Linked DNA regions of Pan troglodytes: region 1 is linked to region 2. The links are chromatin contacts, called in public Hi-C maps. All regions are on one chromosome and are shown on one strand. Each heading gives the region's core, a stretch centred on a gene start, on an enhancer-like site or on the middle of the called end of the contact. The rest is flanking DNA. Distances are from core to core; before and after follow the strand shown.

Region 1 (7,407 bases), core at 1,501-4,000, 350 kb after region 2:
CTTCTTCTTCTTGAGACGGAGTCTTACTCTGTCACCCAGGCTGGAGTGCAGTGAGGCGATCTTGACTCACTGCAGCCTCCACCTCCTGGGCTCAAGCAATCCTCCCACCTCAGCCTCCCAAGCAGCTGGGATTACAGGCACCCGCCACCACACTCAACTAATTTTTGTAGTTTTAGTAGTTTAGTAGAGACAGGGTTTCTACCATGCTGGCCAGGCTGGTCTCGAACTCCTGGCCTCAGGTGATCTGCCCACCTCAGCCTCCCAGAGTGCTGGGATTAGAGGCGTGAGCCATGGTGCCTGGCCCAGTGAGCTCCTTAGACTCTTCTGCCTGTCACGACTTGACAGCTGTGGCTTAACGCTGACACAGTGCAGTGTCTCCAACCTCGGTTCATTCACAATCCCCCTGGATTGGTTTCTACGGCCTTTTGGTGGCTGTAAATTCCTTTGAGAATCTGGTGAAAGCAAAGGGTCACCTCTCAGGAAAAAGGAAACATATTTATAACCACACATTTTGCAGATGACTTTAGAGCATTTCAGCCCCCTTAAGGGTCCATCCTTAAGGCCCCAGGATCAAAACTCCCACACTTGAAAACAAACAGGAAGTAACTGGAGTTGAAGTTAAAAATGGCACCAAGGGAAGATGTGATCAGAGGGAAGGGTGAGCTTGGGCTGAATAGGGCTTGGGTCTGCAGAGGGTCTGCAGAGGGTCTGCAGGCTGCCTAGGCCTCAGCCTGGTTTCCTAAGCCAAAAGTAGGCAGTCAAGACAGCTCAGCGAGCCAGGCAGCAGGTGTGGGGAAGGCATGCTGGGGAGAGCTCTCTCATTTGCCTGTCCCCTGATTCTGCTCGTTGAGACCCTCCTGGGTGTGGGCAGGCAGAGATACACCTGAGTCCTGTCTCACACCTGAGTCCTGTCTCACACCTTCAGAGGGCTCCTACCTGAGCAATCTGCCCCACAGGGAAAATGACTGCTGAGAGCAACAGCTCTCAACTCCTAAGTAGCCCTCATACTGAGGTGCACCTGATCTTTTCCAAATGCCTTAAAGCTTGCGTGCTCCAAGTCTAGCTGCTTTCTTTATATATGGAGGCTCTTGCATCTTAAAAGGAGACTTGGCCAGGAGTGGTGACTCATACTTATAATCCCAATGCTTTGGGAGGCCGAGGTGGGAAGTTCACTGGAGCCCAGGAGTTTTATACCAGTCTGAGCAACATGGCAAAACCCCCATATCTACAAAAAATTTAAAAATTAGCTGGGCATGGTGTCTCACATTTGTAGTCCCAGCTATTTGGGAGGCTGAAGTAGGAGGATCACTTGAGCCCAGAAATTCGAAGCTGCAGCAAACCATGATCATGCATCACTGCACTCCAGCCTGGGTGACAGAGCTAGACCCTGTCTCAACAAAAAGGCTGGGGAGACTCATTTAATTCAATACCTTAAGGTCCCCTAGGCCAGTAGATATCTGTATAGATAGAACTCCAAGGAGCTCAAAGCTTTTAACCTAATTGCTTCTAAATATACCTTTTGGAAAGGCATGCTGAAGTTAAATGTAATACTTTCAAACAGACCCTAAGAAAAAGCTGTAGCTGAATACTTCTCAAACGCAAATCTGATGGCTGTTTCCTGTTCTGGGTCTTCGCCCCAAATTCGCTAATGCCTCACTATAACTCATGCAGAGGAGCTTATTTTCCTAAGACTTCTTGCCTGTTGCTCTTCAGCACCGTTCACTCTCCTTTAGTCTGTTGGGGGACAGTTAACCCACCTTTCTGGGGCAGCCAGATCTACCTCTTTACAGGTTAAAAGCCCTGTTGTTTGCTGTAGAAAAGAAAATGCACAGGAGACCTCAGAAACTCATGTCAATATTAGGAGCTTGAAGACCCGTAAGTAAACAAGGGGGCTGGGTTTTCCTTTTGTGTGTTTGCTTTGAGTTGCCTGCTCTGAGATATTGCTATCTTTGCCTTTGCTGAGGAATATTTACTGCTTTCTTAAAAGCTGACCATGAAAGTGGCTATAACTAAGTTTTAAAAAGCTTTATCAGGCCGGGCGCCATGGCTCACGCCTGTAATCCCAGCACTTTGGGAGGCTGAGGTGGGCAGATCACTTGAGGTCAGGAGTTCGAGACCATCCTGGCCAACATGGAGCAACCCCATCTCTAGTAAAAATACGAAAACTTAGCTGGGCGTGGTGGTGCGCGCTTGTAATCTCAGCTACTCGCGAGGCTGAGGCAGGAGAATCGCCTGAACCCGGGAGACGGAGGTTGCAGTGAGCCGAGATTGCGCCACTGTACTCCAGCCTGGGCTCTGTCTCAGAAAAAAAAAAAGCATTATCATTTGAGTGGAGCTATTCATGTGGATGAGATGCGTTTTTCACTGGTAATGAGAGCAAACAAAGTGAGGGGTGAGAATACGAGGCATTATTTGGGGGAATGCAGTGTCCCACCACGATCTTACAAAATGGAGCATCTATACTTTTGTCTCTACTATGTACTGGTTTTGGATTCAGCGATGCCCACCTGCATCTCGTAACGGGAAAACACAACTCAGGCAGAATTGACTGTTGAATAAATAGGCATTACCCGGATGGAATTACACCAAGCAAACGATATCTGTTTTAAAAACAGCTGCTTTCCAGTTTGTTTTTTACAATGTAATATTCAGCCTGCCTGTGACCAGCTGTGGCTGAGTTGTAGGGTGTTCGTGGAGATTATGGGAGGCAGCGTTAAATGTTGCGTTTCTTTTGCTTTTTAAAATCCACCCTTTTGTTCTGTCCTCAGAGAGGAATGTGCATCTTTTGTTCTTAGCTACTCAGCTTCGGCCGGGTCTGGCGGCGCCTTTGAGTAACATGGGCAACGCGCGCCCTCTTCTGGACAATCCACTAATTGCAAATTCTGTAAAGCATTGGTCTGGTTATCAAGCGGGCCCTGAATTTGAATGTTCTTGGTAGAGAACACAAAAGAAATTATGACATGTTCCCTGCATTCAAAGGGCCTGCTTTTATGTTAGAAGATTAAACAGCTTGCTTTGGGATTTTCAGTGTGATTTGGAGAGACCAGAGAATCTATTCTTTTAATCGTGTTTCTTAAAAAGGTATGACTTTCTTTTATAGCCAAAATTTCATTTTAAAAATTAACGATTTATTTTCTTTCTCTATTTGAATTATTTTTGAATTTATATGATTTAAACGGCTTCCTGGCCTGGCGCAATGGCTCTCACCTGTAATCCAAGCACTTTGGGAGGCTGAGGCAGAAGGATCGCTTGAGCCCAAGAGTTCCAGACCAGCCTGGGTAACATAGAGAGACCCTGTCTGTACAAAAAATACAAAAATTAGCCAGGCATGGTAGCCATTTCTCTAGTCCCAGCTACTCAGGAGGCTGAAGTGGGAGAGTCCCTTGAGCCTGGGAGTTTCAGGCTGCAGGGCACTGTGATCGCGCCCCTGCACCCCAGCTTGGACAACAGAGCAAGACCCTATCCCTAAAAAACAAACAAACAAAGCCTTCCTTTTAAAAGAGTAGAAACAAGATAAATAGCAAAGGTGTGTAGGACATTTGTTTTCAGTAAAGATAACTGGATCTTTAAAATCACTACATGAAGATCAATTATTCCATGTAAATCCCAAATAAAATCAATAATTTATCACAAAGTGCTTAGAGCAATATTCTCTACTCACCTAAAGTCCTGTTTATCAAAAGTGAAACATTTATTTCAGTCTCTCCAGACTGAAGATTACAGAGCATAATACTCTGTATTTACTTTTTTTTTTCACTCAGCCGAGAAGAGGGGAATAGAATCCCCATGGCCTTGCCATTCCCTTAACCTCACTTGTGGGACTGTTCAGTTTGTGGATCATCAGCAAATTTCAGGTCTATCACTCAGTAACATAAGACCTTGGGAAGATTACTTAAAGTTTGTAAATCTCAGTCTCACTATATGAAAAAGGGGGATAATAGTGGGGGGAATTAAATGAGCTAACCTGTGGTAGGTGCTGGGCACAGTGCCTTGCATTTAATAAATGTTCAATAAATGTTAGCCACCACCATCACCACCACCACTACCACCATCACCACAACTGCCACCATTACCCCCACCACCACTACTGTCACCACTGCCATCACCACCATCAGCATCACCACCACCATTACCACCACCACCAACATACCACTACCTCCACCATAACCACTACCACCACCACCATCACCACCACCATACCACTACCACCATCACCACAACCACCATCACCACCACCACCACCACCATCACCACCACCACCACCACCAGCATCACCACCATCACCACCACCACCACCACCATCACCACCATCACCACCACCATCACCACCATCACCACCATCACCACCACCACCACCACCATCACCACCATCACCACCATCACCACCACCACCACCATCACCATTACCACCATCACCACCCCCACCACCATCACCACCACCACCACCAGCATCACCACAACCACCAGCATCACCACCACCATCACCACCACCATCACCACCATCACCACCCCCACCACCACCATCAACACCATATCACTATCACTACCACCACCACCACCACCACTACCATCACCACCATCACCACCACCACCACCACCATCACCATCACCACCACATCACTACCACCACCACCACCACTACCATCACCACCATCACCACCACCACCACCATCACCATCACCACCATACCACTACCACCATCACCACCACCACCACCATCACCACCACCACCACCACCGTCACCATCACCATCACCACCATCACCACCACCACCATCACCACCATCACCACCACCATCACCACCATCACCACCACCACCACCATCACCATTACCACCATCACCACCCCCACCACCACCACCACCAGCATCACCACCACCACCAGCAATACCACCACCATCACCACCACCATCACCATCACCACCATCACCACCCCCACCACCACCATCAACACCATATCACTATCACTACCACCACCACCACCACCACCATCACCATCACCACCATATCACTACCACCACCACCACCACTACCATCACCACCACCACCACCACCACCACCATCACCATCACCACCATACCACTACCACCATCACCACCACCACCATCACCACCCCCACCACCACCAGCATCACCACCATCACCACCCCCACCACCACCATTACCACCATCACCACCACCATCACCATTAACACCATCACCACCCCCATCACCACCACCACCACCATCACCATCACCACCATATCACTACCACCACCACCACCATCACCACCACCAGCATCACCACCATCACCACCACCACCACCATCACCACCATCACCACCACCATCACCACCATCACCACCATCACCACCACCACCATCACCATTACCACCATCACCACCCCCACCACCACCACCATCACCACCACCACCACCAGCATCACCACCACCATCACCATCACCACCATCACCACCCCCACCACCACCATCAACACCATCACCACCACCATCACTACCATCACCACCATCACCACCACCACCATCACCATTACCACCATCACCACCCCCACCACCACCATATCACTATCACTACCACCACCACCACCACCACTACTATCAGCACCATCACCACCACCATCACCATCACCATCACCACCATATCACTACCACCACCACCACTACCATCACCACCATCACCACCCCCACCACCATCACCATCACTACCATACCACTACCACCATCACCACCACCACCATCACCACCCCCACCACCACCAGCATCACCACCATCACCACCCCCACCACCACCATTACCACCATCACCACCACCATCACCACCACCACCACCATTACCACCATCACCACCCCCACCACCACCACCATCACCACCATATCACTACCACCACCACCACCACCACTACCATCACCACCATCACCACCATCACCACCACCACCACCATCACCATCACCAACATATCACTACCACCACCACCATCCCACCACCACCACCACCATCACCATCACCACCATATCACTACCACCACCACCACCATCACCACCATCACCACCACCATCACCACCACCACCATCACCATCACCATCACCACCATATCACTACCACCACCACCCCCACCACCAATAGCATCACCACTGCCATCACCACCACTGCCTCAATCACCACCACCATCATCAAAATCACTTTCTTTCTGTATTTCTCTGCTCCTCTTTTACTTTTTATTGTAAAATAAAACATATAGAAACCTTCCAAAATAAAAGTAGAACTTAATGAGTCATAATAAGGTGAACGCCCATGTAACCAAAAGAGCCAGTCACCCCAGAACACTCCATTGTGCTGTTCCAGCCTCAACTCCCTCCCTTCCCCAAAAAGGAACCACTGTCCTTTTACTGTAGTGACTTTCCTGTTTCTTTTTGGTTTTAGGACCCAAATGTGCCTGACTAGACACTTTAGTTTAGTCTGTACCTCCCCAAATTTTTCTACCTTATGTCTTTTAAGTTTATTATAATGTATAGGCTTCTCTCCATTCCTTGCAGTTTGCCTGCTGAAGAAGCTGGGGTATTTGATGTGTAGAACATCTCAGAGTCTGGCTCTGAGGTGACTGCAGGCTCATGGTGCAATTCAACATGTTCCTCTGTCTGTCTTTCCTGCCAACTTGGAAGCTGGGGCCAGAGGCTGCGTCAGACTCCTGTTCTATCCCTAGACTCGTGTTGTCTCTTTGGCAAGATTCTAGGTAGTGCTGTGTCCTTTCATCAGCTCAGTGGCTAGATTTATGTGGTCTGCAAAATGACGGTATTCTAATGTCACCATTTATTTTGCATCCTTTAGTTAAAATACTTTTAGTAAGCATTTCTGCCCTTCTTGCTGTATTTGATTTCTCCGCGGTACAGTTCACATAGAAGAAAACTTGATTTTCTTTGCTTTAATTACCCAGTTTTCAAGAAAGTGAATGTGTTCCCGTGGTGGTTGTAAAACTTGACTGCAAATTCTGCAGCGCTTCTGCCTTCAAGAGATGGGATCTACATCCCGCTTGTTGAATCTGGAGGGGCATAGGAGAGCATTAAAAATGACAATTTGTGCCGGGTGCAGTGGCTCCTGCCTGTAATCCCAGCACTTTGGGAGGCTGAGGCAGGCAGATCGCCTGAGGTCAGGAGTTTGAGACCAGCCTGGCCAACATGGTGAAACCCTGTCTTTACTAAAAATGCAAAAATTAGCCAGGCGTGGTGGTGGACACCTGTAATCCCAACTACTCAGGAGGCTGAGGCAGGAGAATTGCTTGAACCCAGGAGGCAGAGATTGTAGTGAGCCAAGATTGCGCCACTGCACTCCAGCCTGGGTGACAGAGCAAGACTCTGTTTAAAAAAAAAAAAAAGACAATTTGTGACTTCCATGCCTACATCATAAAAGGCCACA
Region 2 (7,334 bases), core at 4,164-6,663:
ACATTTCTAATGCCAAACAGACAAATTAGACTTTTTCCCTAGAAAAAAATAAGGCATCAATACTACCTGATCAATGAAGCTGACATTCTCCAAACTCCAACAGTATAACATCTAGGATATTCTTTTGCAAGGAGTAATGGCAGCAGCTAATATTTCTCAGAATAGTCATCCTCTCAAGCTCATTAATCATTCTCCCTCTTGAAAATATTACAGCAGAGAAATGCTATTCTACATGTTAGGGAATATTTTCTCTATGTCAATGGTTAAGCTAATCAGAAAATAAGAATATGCAAATCATCAAAAAAGACTCACCAAATTAATTTCAAATAAAGAAAACAATGGTCAATCCTACTATTAATAAGAAAAACATAATCTTCTTTTAAAAAAAACATACATGTTTGTTTTTGCCTATCAGAATGTCAGTATCTAGCGTTTGCTGGGGTGAGGTAACAGGTTGTTAAGAGGCACATAAATTGTTACAATACGCTTATGGAGGGCAAATTTGCAATATGATATACAAACCTTAAAACTGTGTATAACGTTTTATCTAGCAAGTCTATATCAAGGATTTTCTTTTTTTTTTTTAAGACGGAGTCTCGCTTTGTCACCCAGGCTGGAGTGCAGTGGTGCAATCTCAGCTAACTGCAACATCTGCCTCCTGGGTTCAAGCAATTCTCCTGCCTCAGCCTCCCAAATAGCTGTGATTACAGGCATGTGCCACCACGCCCGGCTAATTTTTTGTATTTTTAGTAGAGACGGGGATTCACCGTGTTAGCCAGGATGGTCTCCATCTTCTGACTTCGTGATCCGTTCACCTTGGCCTCCCAAAGTGCTGGGATTACAGGTGTGAGACACCATGCCTGGCCTATATCAAGGATTTTATCCCAAAAGAATAATTATAGATGTAAAAATAATTTCTTACAAATGTATTAGTTTTCTACTGCTAATGCAACAAATTACCACAAACTCAATGCCTTAAAACAACACCCATTTATTATCTCACAGTTCTGTAGATCTTAAGTCCAGGTGGGCTCAACTGGGTCCTCTGTTTAGGGTCTCACAAGGTAGAAATCAAGATGTTGGTCAGAAGCTGGGCTCTTATCTGGAGGCTCTGGGGAAGAATTTGCTTCCAAGCGCAATCAGATTGTTTGCAGAATTCAGTTCCTTGCTGTTGTAGGACTATGGTCCCTAGTTTTTTTTGTTGGCTGTTGGCAGGGACTACTCTCAGCTTCTAGAGGCTTCCCTCAGGTCCTTGTCTGTGGCCCTCTTCATTTCAGCAATGGAGAACATTCCTCCTGTAGAATCTCTTTCACACTTTGAATCTCTCTGACTTCCTCTACTGCCACAAGCAGGAGAAAACTCTCTGTTCTTAAAGTGCTCACTTGATTAGGTTAGGTCTACCTAGAATATTGCCCTTTTGATTAATTCAGAGTCAATTGATTAGCAACCTTAATTACATCTCCAAAATTCCCTTGCAAGTAACATAACATAATCATGGAAGTAATATCCCATCATGTTCACAGGGAGAGGGAATTATACAAGGTAAGTGTCACTGGAGTTCATCTTAGAATTCCACCTGCTACACGGGACTATTCCCTGCATTGCTATATAATTACAGACAAAATTGAAAATATGCAACAAAAAGGATTCATTCAATAAATTACAAAATATCTACATGCTGAAATACTATTGTGCCACACAAAGAGAATATTTAATGATATGAAAAAATTCCATGATACATTAAGTGAAAAAAGCAAAATATAAAATTATATGTCAACAAATACAACATACACTAAAAATTACATCAGAGCAGAGGCTCATGATTATTCCTACACAGCTCACTTCCAGCAAACCATAGGGTGTCAGTAGCAATTTGTTAAATAAATGAAGAAATATATATCTACATAGATATAAAGACAAAAAATACATTGACCAAAATGTTGAATGTTCTCTCTAGGTACATGAATTATAAATAAGTTCAGTTTTTTCCTCTTTATAGTTAAAAACATTTTTACAACTCTAATGTTCTACCTTTTTTTCTTCCACAACAGTCATCTTAGAATAATGTTCTACTTTTGCACCAAGTTATTAAAAAAAAAATCAGTATCAGAAAACATAAAGCTGGCATTCTTCCCATTCAGAATCTCTAGGAGTAACGAGTCACTCTCCTTTTATCAGTAGTTTATACCCCTCTGCAGAGAATCAACTACTTCCAAACTTAAGAAAGCACTCACTCATTGTCTTCTACAGATAGATAGCAACTATATCCACTTAATCCCACTTGTACCATTACCCTAAGTAGCAGGAGTTGCTGGTATTCTTGAACTTGCCTGGTATGCAACAGACAACATATTTCCATAACTCAACTAGAGTTGGCCAATTTCCTGGTGTTATAAGAGAATCAAGTAAGTCCAAAGTTCAGTTTCCCCAAAACCATCTTATTTATCATGGCAAAACATGCAAAACAGTAGTATAAAGCAGACTGAAATGGGGGCTCAAATCAAAGGCTGTAAGATCCAAAAACAGGGAAAAATGAATTCTCACAGGGAAGATAAATAATGGGTTCATGACAGAAGTAGCATCTGAACTCAACTGTAAAGGATGGATAGGTACATCACAGGTAAGGAAAAATAGGAAAACATTTCTGCTGATAAGAATAGACAATAAAGCATGGAAGAGGGAAATATGCAGTTTGAAGCATATTAAACATTTCTTTGCAACTAAAGTTTCATATCTATGTCTATATTGGTATTTATACCTATCTCTATTAGTTGGCTAAATTAGCACTTTTCCTTCAGGTATATGAAAGAGAGTGCTCATTTGCAAGATTGAGGCCAGATCTTGGTAAGCCTTTAATGCCAGGATAAAGAATTAGACTTCATTGAGTATGCCACAAATGCCATTCAGGGCTACTAGAGTTCCCCACAAGCCCCATGAATAAATAGCACCTGATTTTTCAAAAGCCAAATAAACAGCCAATAGCAGTGCAAAGTTAAATGAGTAGATAATCTCCATGTCATAAGTATATATGGAAGGCAGCTATTCCCTTTTTTCTTACCTCTCTAAAAATAAATGACAATTCAGAGAAAAGTAGTAATCTTCTATTCTAAACAAAATGAGCAGGCAGGGTCCCCCAAGTTTTAGGGCAAAGGAAGAAAGGAAGAAAAGAAGGGAGGGAGGGAGGAAGGAAGGAAGAAAAAAAGGAAGGAAGGAGGGGAGAAAGGAAAAAAGAAGGAAGGAAGGGAGGGAGGGAGGGAAGGAGGAAAGAAAAAGAGGAAGAAGGAAGGAAGGAGAAGGGAGGGAGACAAGAAGGAAAGGAGGAAAGAAAAAGAGGAAGGGAGGGAAAAAAGGAAGAGAGGGAGAGAGGGAAGAGAAAACAAGTCTCCTCTAAGCAGGGCCAGGCTTAAAATGATGTTTTTCAGTTAGTACCAAAAATATTCCCCAATCCAAAGAACGCTGGTTTGCTGCTTCCATTGTCTCAAAGGATGTATAGAATTCCACTATTTTCCATCACCAGCTGAAGTAGCTTCTAGTGTTTTCTTGGAGCCAGACTACATTCTAATTTCCTTCAGGGCAGTGGAAATCATGGAAAGATTAAAACTGTGTATATATAGCCTTGCACAGCGTAATACTGTGGATGAGGATTAATCATACACAGTACCAGAATTCACTGAAGAGTATCTAACTTGGTTAGCATCTTCACCAAGCAGAAGTTAGCATTAGTTCCAAATCCATCTGAATCTCCATCAAAACCATCAGCAGCTGCCAAAGAAACTATGAACAAACTAAAGCAAGTCTTCACCTTTCCAAAATAAGAAACACTTCAGAGTCTGACAGTCTAATAGTTAGACTAACTTTAGTCAAGCTAAGCATCTCCAAACTCAAGAGACAGCTAGCAGGAATCTTTAAGATAACAGCCAGCAAAAACAATTTAGTATTATTCATTGTCCACATCATTCAAGCACCGCTGAGTCCTACCGTACACTTCCTCCAAGTCACCCTTCTGAAACCCTAGGAACAACACTTGTACTTAGCTGCAAGTTCTGTAGTTGCTCAGTTCCGACACAATTACAGCAGTAATTAATTTAGATTGGGATTATTTTCTTATAATTGAGAAGACTAACGGTCTCCAAACTAACAAGATGGCTTTGTACAGAAAAATCCACAGTAAGCTATAACAATTGAAGTTACAGTTTGAGTGGGTTGGCATATATATTTGCTCCTTTCTTTTGTTTAAGACAGAACCACTTAAGATGAGAGATTTATGTTTTGGAATTTCAGTACTATTTTTGTAAGAGGTGGTATCCTAGAGAGCTCAATCAATATTGTTATACATTGGAAACATTTATGGTGCCATAGGTATTTACTATTCACAGATCTGGGGAAGATACCTGCCAGGGATAATTTCACTACACTGAAACTCCCTGGAAATCTGTAGAGGTAGAGCTCTGCCTTTGGGCATTAGTCATTTAAAATGTCTTGTCAGCTACTGTGACAAGTAAAGGCAGCTGAGAAGTACGGTCTAAAGAAGGGTAAATCTCGCCGTGTGCACAGTTACCCTTCGCATTTCTACAAGCGAAATGGGAGTAAAAATGAGCATTCAAAGCTGTCAAAGGAAAAGCAGTCCAGCAGTTCGAAGGGATATTCTGTGATGGACCAACTGTATGGTACAGTGTGTAAATGAACTTCAGGTCTATCTAGCTTTCGCACCACTGAGCTCTGGGGATGGGGAGAGTAGTGCAGGTTGGGGCCCCGTTTAGGAAACTACGAAGGGCTCTGAGAGAGCGAATTGTTCAGCAGTTTCCGTAACAGAACAATGATCTATTTAAGAAGTAATGGGGCAAGCAAAGAAAGCAGAGCTCGGTCATCCGGAAAAAGAAAGAGGAGCCAGAAAGAAAAGTATCAGGGAATCTACTGTGAGAGAGCGAGCAAAAAGCAAAAAGCGATCACAGATCCAGAGCAAGTAAGAGCTCAGGGATGCCGGGCCCGGGGGTCTAGCCTTTCTGAAGGGAGAGGGCTCCCCAGGCACGGGGGCAGCGCCCGCATTCCGTCTGCTGCCTTATCTTCGCTTTCTCCCTACCACCCCCACCTTCCCCGCGGGACTGGAATAACCTTCTTCGTGCTCTCCGGTGGCTGAGAAAGCAGCTTTCGCTCTTCTGTGGTAGCGTGGAGGTGAGGTACATCCACCTCCACCCTCCCGGCACCAGCTCACGGTCTGTTGGGGGGTCCTCCCAACGTGTGAGGCTAGGGTGTGTGAATGAAAAAGAGGGAGGCGGAGGCCTCCTGGAGACCTTCGACCTCTCAAGACCAGGCAGGGGCGCCCTTCCGCAAGCTCCCAGCTCTAGCCGGTGCCTCTGGCTCCGCGCGCATTACGGCGCTGCCAGAAAATTACCCGGGCAACGACACCGCCGGAGTCCCGGATGTGGTTGCTAGGGCAGCAGAGGGAGGGGCGTAGCCCGCCTCCCGGAGAAGGGCGGAGGGATCCTCGTGGGAGGTGCGCTGACACCACCGAGACGTGGCCGGGCAAGGCCGGATTGAGGGAGAGAGAGGCCGTCCAGGGCCAGGGACAACGCTACTTCCGGTCTCCTCACTTCCGGCTTCGCTGCTTTTGGTTCTGGTTCTGGAGGCTGGGTTGAGAGGTCGCCGGTCCGACTGTCCTCGGCGGTTGGTCAGTGTGAATTTGTGACAGCTGCAGTTGCTCCCCGCCCCCGAGCAGCCGAGGTGCGTGGGGGAAGGGGAAGAAGGAAAAGGTCCGGGTCGCGTTTCCGCTCACTTTTTGCCAGGGTTGAGGCGATTCCAGAGAGCGGTGGAAAGGATAAGCCTCGACTTAGAAGCTACCGAGTTACTCTAAGAAAGGTGAGGGCGGAGCTGGCTCGCCTGGGAAGAGGCGGGGGAAAGATGGTTTGAGGTGGCTGGTGGGGCGGGCACGTTGCCTACGGGTTCACCGTTCCGAACTTTCACAGGGCACGCCTCTCCTTAGTCTGTGCCGTATCTGCCCAAGTGTTATGCCTTTGGTTTCTTCTGTCCTTCATTCCTTCTGTCCCTCTGAGTGTGCCCCCGAAACAGTCGAGTGAAGGTGTAGAACCGGCCCTTGCAGGGAGGCACTTTCTTGGCTTTGCATACATTGGGTGGGAAAAGGGGTTGCAGGATCCAGAATCCGGACCTTTCTTGACAAAGTGTCGGAGTGGGCCACCTTCAGGCTTGCTGTCCAACCCTCATTTCTCCCCTCCTCTCCCTGCATCCCCAGCTTCCTCTCTCCCGCAGTGGGAGGAAGGGAGATAGTGACAGTCCCTCTGAGAGGTTCATCTGGCAGTGGTGCAGGGAGGAGTCTTGCCTGTGAATGTCCCAAGCCCGACTGCGTCTGAGGACGTTCAAGGAATGCTGGAGTTTTGGAAAGGGAGTTGTTCGATTGTCTTCTGCTCCGTTCCTGTTTGCCAAGTTACTACTGTTTGCGTGTCTAGGAAAAGGAAATAATTTTTTAAAAACAGTTTTTAAATGCTAGACGTTTTTCCCTTTTACTTTATTTTGTTATTACTTCCTTTGTTTTGTTCTTACCTTCCTCTTGAGCCCTTTGATTTCAAAAAGTTTACACTTTATACTTCCTGCAGATCCTTTGGCCACTCTTAGGATTTCTGTCCCCCGCCCCTACCCTGTTTTCTCCTAAAGTATAAAATTCATCTAACTACATTATTATTTGATAAGGAAAAGCCGGAAGAGATCCAGAACTTCGCATAAACTTTTGCTTTCATACTTTCACCTGTAAGGGTGTGTTCATGTTTGCCATTTAATGAACTTAATTGGCATAGAAATGTGCACCAGAAATGGTTACCTTAAGTCAGCCGTCTGTTAAGGCTTCAGGAATTGGCCTTTTCTTTTTTCTTTCTTTTTTTTTTTTTTTTGAGACAGAGTCTCACTCTGTCGCCCAGGCTGGAGTGCATTGGCACGATCTCGGCTCACCGCAACGTCCACCTCCCAGGCTCAAGCTTTTCTCCTGTCTCAGCCTTCGAGTAGCTGGGTTTACAGGTAGGCGCCACTACCGCCTAGCTAATTTTTGTATTTTTAGTAGAGACGGGGTTTCACCGTGTTGGCCAGGCTGGTCTCAAACTCCTGACCTCAAATGATCCTCCCTCCTCGGCTTCCCAAAGTGTTGGGATTACAGGCGTGAGCCACCGCGCCCGGCCGAATTGGCCATTTCATTGCTGTTCTCTCAGAGCGGCTACAGATTACTATATTTTACTGCTGTCTTAATTCTGCTTTTCTTTCGTTTGTCCTGTGGTGTTTTTTGTTTTGTTTTCCTTGCTTAGCATGACCCACGTCTTCTCCCGACTACCAAG

What was found. Hi-C and Micro-C count contacts between places; a contact is called where the count stands out from the background.
Region 1: a Hi-C map of stem cell-derived neural progenitor cells shows a contact between it and region 2, with 4 times the contacts expected there. The contact joins the enhancer-like site here to the promoter of ARFIP1 in region 2. A contact is called at or near these places in 1 of 7 Hi-C or Micro-C datasets (stem cell-derived neural progenitor cells) and 1 of 1 datasets of contacts at active chromatin or transcription factors (stem cell-derived excitatory neurons).

The regions. Positions count from the first base shown.
Region 1 is chr3:154,904,486-154,911,892 of NHGRI_mPanTro3-v2.0_pri, forward strand. No RefSeq gene overlaps it. Among named protein-coding and RNA genes, the nearest start is that of TRIM2, 25 kb to the right of the region's middle. Within about 2 kb of position 2,751, at least 9 of the 24 cell types and tissues checked have an H3K27ac peak or open chromatin away from gene starts, as enhancers often do. A contact at or near this core is called in stem cell-derived neural progenitor cells, where this site is marked.
Region 2 is chr3:154,554,079-154,561,412 of NHGRI_mPanTro3-v2.0_pri, forward strand. ARFIP1 (ADP ribosylation factor interacting protein 1) reads left to right here and starts at 5,414. Exons shown (of 8, transcript XM_009448419.4): 1 at 5,414-5,721. It overlaps TIGD4 (tigger transposable element derived 4), which reads right to left and starts at 5,394. Exons shown (of 2, transcript NM_001243890.4): 1 at 5,113-5,394.